Linked DNA regions of Sus scrofa: all the other regions are linked to region 2. The links are chromatin contacts, called in public HiChIP or PLAC-seq maps. All regions are on one chromosome and are shown on one strand. The core of a region is the stretch at or near the end of the contact, and the rest is flanking DNA. Distances in the headings are between cores, read along the strand shown.

Region 1 (3,948 bases), core at 568-3,067, 130 kb after region 2:
CCTACATCACAGCTGCAGCAATGCTGGATCCTTAACCCACTGTGCCACAGTGGGAATTTCCCTACGTAATATTTTTAAATGATCATTTATTTAGTCATTCATCTAATATTCATTACTCATTCATTTAACTATATATTAAACTCTTAATACATGCTAGGCATCCTGCTGGGTGCTGGGAAAACAGAAGAGAACAATCAGTTAATTTAGTCCACTAAAATAACAGTAATTTTGAAAAATGACAACAATCAGTATTGGTGAATTTAAGAAGGGGAGCTCTCTCATATACTACTGTTGAGAATATGTTTTGGTAAAATATTTCCGGAAAGCAATTTAGCACTTTTGGTTTTGTTTGTTTTTTTTTGGCTGTGCCTGCATACAGAAGTTCATGGGCCAGGGACTGAACCTGTGCCACAGCAGTAACCAGAAAACTTTAGGTCCCTAACCTGCTGAGCCACCAGGGAACTCCTTTTTTTGTTTGTTTGTTTGGTTTTTGTAACACTTTTAATAAAATTCTTAGAAATAGCCATTTCACTAAATCCTTTGATTTTCAGGAATTTATTCTAAAGGAGTATAGATGTACACATAAAAAAATATATCAAGCAGCTCATAAATGAATTTCTTGGGAGAGGGATAATTTTGGTTTTTTTTAGGGCTGCACCTGTGGCATATGGAAGTTCCCAGGCTAGGGGTCCAGCCGGAGCTGCAGCTGCGGGACTATAGCGCAGCTCTCAATAACGCCAAATCCTTAACCCACTGAGAAGGCCAAGGATCTAACCCGCATCCTCACGAGGACAATGTGGATCCTTAACCCCCTGAGCCAGACAGGGAGCTCCAGGAGAGGGCTTAAATATTAAACTTAAATATTAAACAATGGGGGTTTCGGTAAATAAAATATCATATGTTCACAATGCAGAATATCGGGAATCTTGTTTAACCTAGAAAAATTTTAATATAAAAAAGTGTCCAAAATACATGTGACAAGGTTTTTAAAGTGCGATACCAACTTGCTCTAACTTGAACAAATCATTTAAGGGAGCTGAGTCTCTTCATTGACAAAGCTTAGATCCTTAAAGACCCCTTTCAACTCTTACCTGAGTCTAGGTACTCATCCTTTCTTCTTCGTAAAGAAAAGAACTCATCATTGGCAGTCAGTAAATTTTAGGTTGGCAGCTGTTTGTAGAGCTATCCTAAACTATTTTCTCTGAGAATTTACTAAAAGATGTTCGCAAAAAGGAAAATACCTATTTCGGAAGAAGATGTCCCTCAGTTGCCTATTCTTTCAGGCATCGTGCTTGGTTTTGACGGCAAAGACATTAATGCCCTCAAAAAGTTTAAAGTCTGATAATAATGATAGTGATCAGTGACAACAACGCCTGGAAAATAAGGAGTAAGGAAAAGGATTCCAAAGTAGAAAGAAAATCATGTCCAGAAACAAGATACTCCAGGAAGAGTACCGTTGACACGAAGAAATGGACCATTATTTGTGGTCTTTTTTTGCAGTCCTGTTCTTCTCGCTACCCAACACCACAAATCTCTGTGGACGCTGAATGAGAGGCTGAGCAGTACACCAGGAATCTCGGGTGCATCCGGCCGGGCCGGTGAGAAACTGACAGGAATCTACAGCTCACAGGTAACTTCTCTGAGGATCCAAGAAAGGCGACTTGATAGTGGCCACCCAGCGACTATTAGCTCCCGCGGGCGTTCCTGGCCCAAATTTTCCCGCCAATGTGAGTTTCTCAGATTTCCCAGGCCCCGCCCACTCCCGAGCGGGCGGAGAGCTTTGAGGGCGGGGAAGCGCCGGAAGCCTATCGCTATCTCTAGAATAGACTGCTCTACCCTGCGCCGACGCATAGTCCCGCAGACTTCTCTGCAGATCGCCGAGCGGTAGTTTCGGCAGCGCTCCTTGATCTGCAGGTTTACCGGAGGCCGTGACTAGGCTCTCGCCGGAACCATGGTGCGTTGGATTCCGAGCTCAAACAGGGTTGGGGCACAGGCCCGCTGGCTGGGGGTTGGCGAGTGATCTCTCTGTCACTCTTAGAGCGGGCCGGGGCTATGGGACATGGGAACCTCAGCCGATGGGGGGTTCTGGAGTGATTCAGCATCTCTGGCCTGGCCGGCACAGGGGAAGTCGGTAGTCGGTGCGGCCTTTCCCCTGGGTTTGTTTCGCTTTCCATCCGGCCTTGAACAATACCTCCTCGGTCTGCTAGCCGAGTTCGCCCCTCAGTTTCCTTCAGTCGAGTAGATTCCGAGCGGTCCAGAGGGGCCCCTAGTGCTCTGTGTGAGAGAAAGGAAAAATTGGGATTTGACTTTTGGAATCTCCCTGTATAGCCAATAGCAGAGTTGAGAGCTCAATTCTCTTTTAGAGCTCAATCAGAAAAGGCCTTTTTTCAGTCACTTATCCAGTTAAGTATTTTTATGAAAGAGTAAACTGAAGCTGATAGAAGTGATAGAATAAGGGTTACAATATAGGGCTCAGAGCTTCCAGTCCTATGTCTACCATTCCAGCAGTCAGCCTTCTCACCCTAATGATTGGGCTCCCAAGTACTGTGCTGGCAGACTCATTTTAAGCTGTCTTTAAAGCTGTAATGGGTCCGTCTCTGTGGCTATTTGTGTCCACTTCTGACTTTCTGGGGACATTCTTGTGTGTACTCATTCTATAACAATGTTTTAAATGCACTGTTTTAACTACAGTGAAGGTTCAAAGATAAATCAGACACGTCCCTAATCGTAATATAAGGTCGAAAAAAAAGGTGTAGATAAAGGAATGGTAGGAGTATGTGTTGGGATTTGGGGAGGAAAGATGGAGAAGGCTTCAAGAGGTAGACATTTGAGGTATTTAAGGAAAAGGAATGCTTTTTTTTTTTTTTTTTTTTTTTGTCTTTTTGCATTTTCTAGGGCGGAATCCGCGGCATGTGGAGGTTCCCAGGCCAGGGGTCTAATCTAATCGGAGCTGTAGCCCCGGTCTACGCTAGAGCCACAGCAACGCAGGATCCGAGCCTCGTCTGCGACCTACACCACAACTCACAGAGGCGCCAGATCCTTATCCCACTGAGCAAGGCCAGGAATGGAACCCGCAACCTCATGGTTCCTAGTTGGATTCGTTAACAACTGAGCCACGACAGGCACTCCAAGGAAAAGGAATGCTTTTGATCGTATTAGGTCTTGGTATCAGGGAAGAGAATAAGCCAAAGATAGAAAGGAGAGTGGACACATAGGAACTTTAGTAATTGACTGAACTCAAAGGCAGTGCAATGGACAGTGGTAGAATTGGAATTTGGGAAGATAGGTCCCATCTGGCTCTGCTCTCCCCTCCCTCACAAGCTCCTTGTAAATGTAAAATTGGCTTGCAACTAAGTACAGTAGAAATCTTCCAATGAGGTTGCAGTAACAACCTTTCATTAATGTTGGATGGAAATAGACTAGAAAATTATTATTATTATTATTTTCTTTTTTTTTGCTTTTTAGGGCTGCACCCAAGGCATATGGAAGTTCCATAGGGGTCCAGTCAGAGCAGCAGCTGGAATCTGACCTATGCCACAGCTCATGTCAATGCCAGATCCTTAATCCATTGAGCAAGGCCAGGAATCAAACCCTTGTCCTGATGGATACTCGTTGGGTTTGTTACCAATGAGCCACGATGGGAACTCCAGAAAACATTTTTGAGTGATAGAGCTTGTTAAGATTTGGGTTTTGTAATGTTCTTGTATTAACAGATTTTTTTTCATTTACTTTCAGTTTCGCAACCAGTATGACAATGATGTCACTGTTTGGAGCCCTCAGGTAAAATGTTTTATACTGTTTCTACAAAGTTGCTTTTGGTGGCTGCAACTTAAAAATGTTTTGGATAGTATGCTGTGAGAAAATATAATCATTTTAGACATTCCTGTAAGTTTCCTAGTTTTAAAGAACATCGTTTGAGGTTTAGCTATTCTTACCTGAAATTTGGGA
Region 2 (4,117 bases), core at 825-3,324:
TACATAAAGACAGAAACTCTCCCCCTAATGATGATGATTTCAATTCCTTTACAAAACAAAACCATGTAAAAACCTACAGGAAAAGAAATTGTAAATGCTTTTGGCATATTTCCAAACATTACTAAGTTTAAAGGTTAAATTGTTACAACACCCTCCTACTTATGCAACAAACACGACCCTGAGTTAGTCTGTAAAAGATTTTATTAGCCTGTACTTCTGAAAAATGCAGCGGGGGGGGGTCTTAAAATTATTCCGAGTCTTTTCATCTAAATTAACAAATCTCCGTTCCCAAACTCACCACTGTTCCTTTTATTGTAAGATCTCAGACTTGTCCTCTTAATTATCCAGAATAATTAAACCACACTGATTAAAATGCACATGTATATATATTCACTCATTCTAATGACTGCATGTTATCTTCGGCGAGACATCATCATTATAACAGCAACAGATAAATGGCTTCACAAAGATACACATCAGACTCTGCCAAAGTGGGAGTAGTCAATCTATTAAAGTTCAAAATAATTCATTTCATTCTGAGAATGCGTCCAATGCATAGCAAACTCTTTAAAAAGTGCAATATGCCTAGTCTGCTACTTCATTTCTATTCAAAGATAAAAGGTACTTTTGCCTTTTAAAAAAGCTTCTTGTATTTCAGGAACTTTTTCCAGAACAAAACTTTTCTTTTTTTCACCCTGGAAGTTAACATGCTTTCAAACACGCTAATTCAACTCGGGAACTGAAGCGATAAAACCGCCCTCCCTTCCTTACCAAACCTTGCTTTCTGGTAACATACCTGTTCTCTCGAAACGCAAGGCAACGAAGGTCTCCTAAACATTTTGCAACTTCCATAGTAACTGGCTGAAGTTTCTCCGAACGACACGCAGCTGGACCTCCTCCGGGGTCTGATCACAGGCACTTTTTCTTCGGCGGTACTGGACAACCGAGGATGATGGGGAGCTTCCCTGATTTGAAAGAAGTGATCCAGCCCCAGGGCCAGCAGGCAGCCGACGCTCCCCACCAGGCAGGACAGCAGCGGCCGGACGGCTGGGGTCAGCGCCCCGAGGCTGGTGAAGGACACCCACCAGACGAAGCTGGAGAGGAGCAGCACCAGGATGCTGTGCTGGAGCCTCGCCGGGTGCACGAGTGTCAGCAAGCCCACGCAGCTCAGCACCAAGAACCACCTGCCTGCCACCGCTGCGGGCGTGTGCGGGGCCGGGGTCCCAGCGTCTCCGTCCCCCCAAGGCCAAGACCCCCACTGCTCCACCAAGAAGTCCCCCAGGTAACAGCAGCCAGGCAGCGCCAGCAGCCACCAGGAGCCGCCGCCGCTCCGGCCCGGGCCGGGGCCCCGCTTGGTCCGCGTCAGGAAGCAGGTGAGGAAGAAGAAGGCACAGGCGATGCTGAAGAGGGGGCTGAGGCTGTGCGAACAAACGCTTAACAGGGTCCGCAGCCGGGCGGCCCCAGCAGCCCAGCTCTCGGGCCCCGAGCCGAACAGCAGGGCGAGGACAAAGGCGGCCAGGGCGCCCAGCGCGAGGCGCGCCGGGGAGAAGGGGGAGCCGCGCCGCGGCTGCTGGGGGGAGGCCCGCGGCGGCAGCAGCAGCTCCACGTTGCAGAAGCGGCAGAGGTGGAAGAAGAAGCCGCGCGGAGGGTCCTGCCGCAGGGGGCTCACGCAGCCCTTCACGTAGCCGTTCCTCAGGCTCTCAGGGGGAGAGCCGGCCCCGTCCGGCGGCTGTGGATACCGCATGGCTTTGGCGTCTCGCTCGTCCCTCCTCATGGCCCGGACCCGGAGTGGCAGCAGGGGCTCGGCACGCCCCGCTCAGACAGCAGCAGCGGCTCGCGCTCGGGGCGCCCCCCGGCTCGGCAGCGCGTCAGGGCTGCGCCCGCCGCCTCGGCCCAGGGTCCCCGCCGCGCGGCCGGGGAAGCGGCGGGGTCCGCGACATGCTGGCTGAGCAGAGGGGCGGAAGGGGCTTTGCTCCCGGACCGCTGCGGCAGGACCCTCTCCTTTTGCCTCGGACACTTCTCGACACTAGAGCCTCGGTGTCGCCTCCCAGCTCCCGCGGGCTGCAACAGTTACCTCACGGCCCCAGCCTGGTCCGTTGGGCGCGCGAGCGGCGGGCGGGCGCTCCTCCCCCGCCGCTGCCCCGGCCGGGCGCGCGCCCGGCCCGCCGCCCGCGCGCGCTCGCGCCCTGTCCAGTCCAGCAGCCACCGGCACCGCCTCTTGTTCTCGTAGCTGCTGGTCTCGACGTGAGCCGGGGACCCCTGCCCACTAATAGTGCGGGGACTGGAGAGAGCGCGGCTAGGGCTGTCGGAAGACTGGCCGGGGCTGGGAGAGACAGGCGGAGTCCTTTTCGGATAGAAGAGGGCGCGCCCGCCATCCTGGGACCCCAGGCGCGCAGGTTCCCTTTGGGGTAAGTCACAGACTTCAGCCAAGCTCCGACAGGTCACTACCGGGAGCTTGGGTTAAGAGGGCGTTTATGGCCCCCAAGGGGATTGCCTAGTAGAGAAACTGAGTTGAAGAGGCGGCGGGTCCTACCTCTACCCTCATTTCAGTTTAGGGTGGGTCATTGGACTGTCCAAGCGTGCTGTGACCCGGTAAGGGTCAGCCACCACCAAGGTCATGGCGAACAAGCTCATTGTGGCTAGATCTGTCCCTCAGCAGCAACGTGGACTCTTGGGCCACGCTGCAGACCCTTGCAACGGTTTTTAAGGAGAAGCATGCACCTGGAGCGCTCTCTGGAAGCATCCTAGTAGATATTATGGAGTTTGTCTTTCTCAAGAACCATCTTCATGGGAGAGGAACTACTGTTCCATCTTAGCACTCCCTGCCCAAACATACCCTCTGTTCACATCTGTATCCCTACCCCCAACATGCCTAGAAAATCTGTTGGAAAGTTCTTTCCACGTAGAAGGCTTTTTCACTGTAATTGCGTGTTGGGGTGGGGGGTTGCAGGGGCGATTGAAGGATTAGGAGTTCTCACCAAGACCATTGCCTAGTTTATATCAGTTGGCCATGAAAGGAGCTAAATAGGATGCTATCTGTGAATTACTAGTGAAACTAACTGCACGTAGGAAACACTGACTTGAAAGCGGGAAGAACTTTGCTGTACCAAAGGGACTGCTCTGGAATTTCACCAATCATAACTGCCTTAGAGAGTGAACTGTGTTTCCCTCCACCGAAAGTCTCCCTTCAACCTCATGACAGCCCTGCATTTCTCAGAGAGCTAATTCCACATTTTTCCAGGGAGATGTGAAACCTTACTGTGTGGTAAATCCCACAAACAGGCCCATTTTTCACCAATTAATCTCTGCCCACAGCCATGACCTAGAACAGACTATTTTCATATATGGTCATAGTTCACATACATAGCATAAATCACAGAGAAATTAGCACAAGTGTTTGACCAAAATGAGAAAAGACCAGAGTTCCTTTTCCTTGTTTGCCTCTCGGATAAGGGGAAAAAATATTTAATAAAGGCTTCAAATTGATTACTGAGATGCTTTGCCCTAAAAGATAAAAATTCATGGGTTTTTTTTTCCACCACAACAATTGAATTTTTTTTAAAAAAATCTCATTTCAACAGAACTCAGCAAATACATTTTTAAGTATATTGAAAATAAACAGAAGCATCACTACCAGTCAGAGATTAAAATAGGAAACTTAAGGATACATTTTGAGTAGGGCATGACAAACTAGTATCAGCATCACTGAAGTGCAACATTACAAATTCTTGTAAAAAATAATTGTTTTGAAAATTAGAACAAATTCAGATTAAAGTTGTAATAAAGTAGTTGGAGTTCCAGCTGTGGCCCACAATGGGATAGAGAGTGTCTCTACAGCGCTGGGACACAGGTTCTGTCATGGGCCAGCACAGTGGGTTAATGATCCGGCGGGTAGGTTGTGACTGCGGCTAGGATTTGAACCCTGGCCTGGGAACTCCATATGCCTCAGAACAGCCGGAAAAGAAAAAAAAAAGTTGTTATGAAGTTGTTGTTTTCAAAACTTAGGTTGTCATCTAAGGTAGGATGGGCATGATAATGGAAATAGTAGTAGATTAGAAATCCATGTCATAGTTTCTAGTCCTGGCCCAAACATTCATATCCCAGGATTAAGCGATTC
Region 3 (4,187 bases), core at 847-3,346, 110 kb before region 2:
GAAAATGGAGTACAAATAAACCTGCAAATAGTAAATAGAAGTTTTTCTTCAATAAAATGCAAAGAACTATTTCTCAAGTTTTTAAGTATGACAATGCCCATTACTTAGCAACTGACACAGTCTTGAAAGAAATCTCTTTCTGATTCCAGGGTCCTTGTTGAATTAGAGTATTCAGAACCAACAGTCAAAAAAACACTTGCTGCTTTCCATTGTAGGTTATAGTTTTGCTTGGATTTTTCCAATTGAAGAGAAATAGAAAAAAGGAAAGAATTTGGTTAGATACAGAATGAACCTACAACACATACCTCTTTACATCAGTGAGCTAAAACAGAATGCTTTTACTATTGCAAACAATGTTCACTGGTAATGTAATTTTTTTAGTTTTTAAAAATTATGAATCATTTTAATATATTTATCTAATATTGGTAGTGCATGCCACTTACAGTGAATACATAGTGGATAGTGCATGGATATTAAAAGTTTAAGGAGTTACCATTGTGGCTCAGCAGGTTAAGAACCCAACTAATATCCATGAGGATGTGGGTTTGATCCCTGGCCTCACTCAGTGGGTTAAGGATCTGGTGTTGCTGCAAGGTGCAGAGTAGGTTGCAGATTCGGCTCAGATCCCACATTGCTGTGGCAGTGGCGTAGGCTGGTGGTTACAGCGCTGATTCGACCCCTAGCCTGGGAACTTCCATATGCCATGGCTGTGGCCCTGAAAAGACCAAAAAAAAAAAAAAAAAAAGTTTAAGAAACATCAGTAGAAGCCTCATTCTTCCTATATAATGTATAGCCCTTTTAAAATTTTATTTCCAAGTATATAGTATATGCTTTGTATGTAAACTGTTCCCAAGTCCATTAAAATGTAGGCATCTAAAGTTCAATCCCAATGCCAAAGTAGATCTTATAATTTAAATATAAGAATAAATAAATAATTGAAACATGGCTAAACTTTGAATAACAGTAAAGCAAGAAGTTACGGTGACGATGATATGTTCTCAAATCATGGTTCTATTATAAGATTTAACAAAAGTATGAAATTTTAATGGCTATTTTTAGGGGCTCTAAATATTATATTTGTTTCCATCTAAACTCAAGTATAATACAGTTATTGAAAATTATTATATATTTTCACACACTGTAGTTACCTGTTCAAGATAATTTTAAAAATAGCATTTTATCATAAATAACATACCAGGTGCATACTATTAAAAAATTCTTTTAGTTGACATGATAAAGTAAACCCAAGACTGTGCCTTTATATAAATTCAGCTTTTCTTTGTGGTTAAAAAGTTGAATCCTGATAAAAGTTTCTGTTTGAATATGTTTATAAGTCCAACATGCTTCACAGAGCTCTACAAAACCACCAATACCACAGTGAAACATCAGCAGCACAACCAGGAGATGTTATCAGGTTCAATTACGTCAATGAGGTTTTATTTCATTGTTCCCCATGTAGCCAAAAGGAAAAACATATATGTGTCCTCAAGTCAAGCTTACAGAACTGTGATATTTATGTGAAATTTGAAAGATTAGCCATTATGGTATAACTCTGAATTAACTGTTAAAGCATCCTTTATTCTCGTGTTTCTTGTTGATATTTTACTTGAGCTTCATGTATAAATCTAGGCTAATGAAACTGATTGAATTTTAGCACTAACAACTTTTTCTATTTTTATGCCTTCCACCTTAGGCCCATTTAACTCTGTTTATTGAATATAAACCAAAAATACAAAATAAATGGACAGTCAAAAAGCTAAACTAACCAAAATGGTACTTTCTACTAGTTGAAAGTACAAAGATAGTAACCCTGACCCTTGCATGACACAGAAGGGCCCCAGCCAGAAAAACTGAGAAGCAGGGGAAAAAAAGGGGGGGGGAGAGTGGGTGGAGACTAGCATTACTTAGAAACTAATTTCATTTACTATTCTTACTAATCAATCAAAATATATGATTACAGCTGTGGTGGCTTAGACTGCAAGCTATGCACCAGCACTGTTAGATTCCTAATACCTAATGTCCTCTTTAATCTTTACTAGAATTCTTTGTGGTAAGCCTTATTTCCTCATTTTGCAAATGACACAACAGAGACTAAAAAAGGTGAAGTAAGCTGCCCAGGGTCACATGACTAGTAAGTGGCAGGGACAGAAATTAAATTCAGATCTGCCTCATTCCAAAGCCTTAAGGATTCTTAACCATTATGCTACATCATCTTATAATTATCATTTACTACTATTATTATCAACAGCACTATGTGCTAGTAATACAGCAGGTGCTTGGCAGCCATGTAAAATCACAAGTTTTGCAAGTAACCCCTTTTATGTATGGAGAAGTTGAGGCTTAGTGATTATATTAATTATTCTGCATTTGCCTTCCAGATCCATTCTTTGCCTTCCTGTGCTCTCTGGGGAGACAGACCCCTATGCTCTGCATCTCCTGAGCTCCCATGCAGCTGATTTCCGCTCAGATTGAGAGATGATGACAGCAGGAAATGAGTTTGGGAGGAGAGAGAGATGAAGGTTATTTTTTCTCTGCTGCCTCTGCCTACACACCTGTGTCTCTGGTAATAACTGTAGTTCCTCCATGACTACAGCTCTTAGCAGATGGTCTTCCCTTCACAACTTCAGCTGTGACTCTGGAAACACCATTTCCACCCTTGTTCCTTCAGCCTCAGGTGAGATAATAGCTTTCCATAGTTACTTGTCTCTAGTTGCCTAGCCACCTCTTGTCTATCCTATTAACCCTGCTCACTCGCTCAAAGTGGATTCATCATTAAAATCTTTTTATTGGAACCACCTTGGAATGAATTCTATTTCTCCCTGAACCCCTGAGTAATACAGGGTCATTGTTAACCAAGTTCTTCTGTCAGATGTCAGCTAATAAATCACAGAGCTAGAATTTGAATTTAGATTTATAACCCTCCAATTTTATCCCCTTTCTATTACTATGCTGAAAGGATAATTATTTTAACTTTTGATGAGACCTTTCTTTCCAAAACTCATAAGTTAAAAAAAAGTCATCAAATTATCAAACTGCCTTCCGATACCCCCATCCCACACTCCCTGCATTTCATTCTGTTACTACAGATGAACTTCACCAGGTCTAGTCAATGGCACTAGATCCAATCCCCTGGATTCTATCTGAGGATATTTCACAAGCAATTTTCTCCCTCTTCCTTACTTCATCATTCTTTTTTCTTGCTACTAAATCATTCCCATTAGACTATAAATATACTGTAGTTCCTCACATCTCTCACACACGTTCTCATGATCATACTCACACCCAGCCGTTTCCAATTCTCTGCTCCCATTTATAGCAAAATTCCTCAAAAGAGTGATGGTTACTTTTTGTTTCCAATTCCTCTCCTGTAATTCTCTCTTAGCTATTCTGGTTTATTTTGCTGGTCCTTCAACATGCCAGTCAACTCCGAAAAGGATTTTTCTAAACCCATACTGATAATAAAGTAGCACGTAAAATATACATGTAAGGTTTTTTTCCTGTTAAGTGTACAAAACCAGAAATAACAATATTTAAAGGGACAAGGGACAAATATAAGTTGAGTGGAGCAATATATGAGAGTACTGAGGTCACTTATTATTTGAAATAGGTAGAACTTTAACCTGTAAAAATACCAATTAATCTCCATATTCTATTGACAGCATGAGACTTTTGTTTTTATCATTCGATGTTCTGAAATTGAGTAAAACACATACTTTCTTTTTTTTTTGGTCTTCTTGCGTTTTCTAGGGCCGCTCCCTCGGCATATGGAGGTTCCCAGGCTAGGAGTCTAATGGGAGCTGTAGCTGCCAGCCTACACCAGCAACGCGGGATCCAAGCCATGTCTGCGACCTACACCACAGCTCACAGCAACGCCAGATCCTTAACCCACTGAGCAAGGCCAGGGATTGAACCGGCAACATCATGGTTCCTAGTCGGATTCGTTAACCACTGAGCCACAACGGGAACTCCCTACTTTTTTTCCTAACCCTAATATTTTTCAGACTCATTTTAAAATTTTAAAATTGTTATAAACATCATGGTCTAATTGTGCTAAAGGGAATTCAAGCAGAGACTGTCATTTTCCAAATATAATATGGAAGAGCCTCTATTTTACCAGTATTCTTAAATCTCTTGTTCCCTCCAGATGTTTTCAAGTTTTCATCTGCCTGCTTCTCTTCTAGACCTCC

What was found. HiChIP or PLAC-seq counts read pairs in DNA pulled down with a chosen protein or histone mark.
Region 1: an H3K27ac HiChIP or PLAC-seq map of alveolar macrophages shows a contact between it and region 2. The contact joins the promoter of PSMA1 here to the promoter of PDE3B in region 2. A contact is called at or near these places in 3 of 5 promoter capture datasets (fetal liver and liver), 4 of 47 Hi-C or Micro-C datasets (blood, fetal skeletal muscle, liver and 1 more) and 1 of 2 datasets of contacts at active chromatin or transcription factors (alveolar macrophages).
Region 3: an H3K27ac HiChIP or PLAC-seq map of alveolar macrophages shows a contact between it and region 2. The contact joins the enhancer-like site here to the promoter of PDE3B in region 2. A contact is called at or near these places in 1 of 5 promoter capture datasets (liver), 11 of 47 Hi-C or Micro-C datasets (alveolar macrophages, blood, embryonic fibroblasts and 5 more) and 1 of 2 datasets of contacts at active chromatin or transcription factors (alveolar macrophages).

What each region holds. Positions count from the first base shown.
Region 1 is chr2:44,738,285-44,742,232 of Sscrofa11.1, forward strand. It overlaps PSMA1 (proteasome subunit alpha type-1), which reads left to right and starts at 1,818. Exons shown (of 10, transcript XM_003122965.4): 1 at 1,818-1,954; 2 at 3,736-3,780. The coding sequence starts at 1,952. It overlaps LOC106507279 (a long non-coding RNA gene), which reads right to left and starts at 1,745. Exons shown (of 7, transcript XR_001303160.2): 1 at 1,092-1,745.
Region 2 is chr2:44,612,001-44,616,117 of Sscrofa11.1, forward strand. PDE3B (cGMP-inhibited 3',5'-cyclic phosphodiesterase B) reads right to left here and starts at 2,075. Exons shown (of 17, transcript XM_021083299.1): 1 at 797-2,075. The coding sequence starts at 1,774.
Region 3 is chr2:44,503,450-44,507,636 of Sscrofa11.1, forward strand. All of the region lies in intron 1 of PDE3B (cGMP-inhibited 3',5'-cyclic phosphodiesterase B), which reads right to left. Among named protein-coding and RNA genes, the nearest start is that of PDE3B, 110 kb to the right of the region's middle. Within about 2 kb of position 2,097, at least 18 of the 83 cell types and tissues checked have an H3K27ac peak or open chromatin away from gene starts, as enhancers often do. A contact at or near this core is called in alveolar macrophages, liver and retroperitoneal adipose tissue, where this site is marked.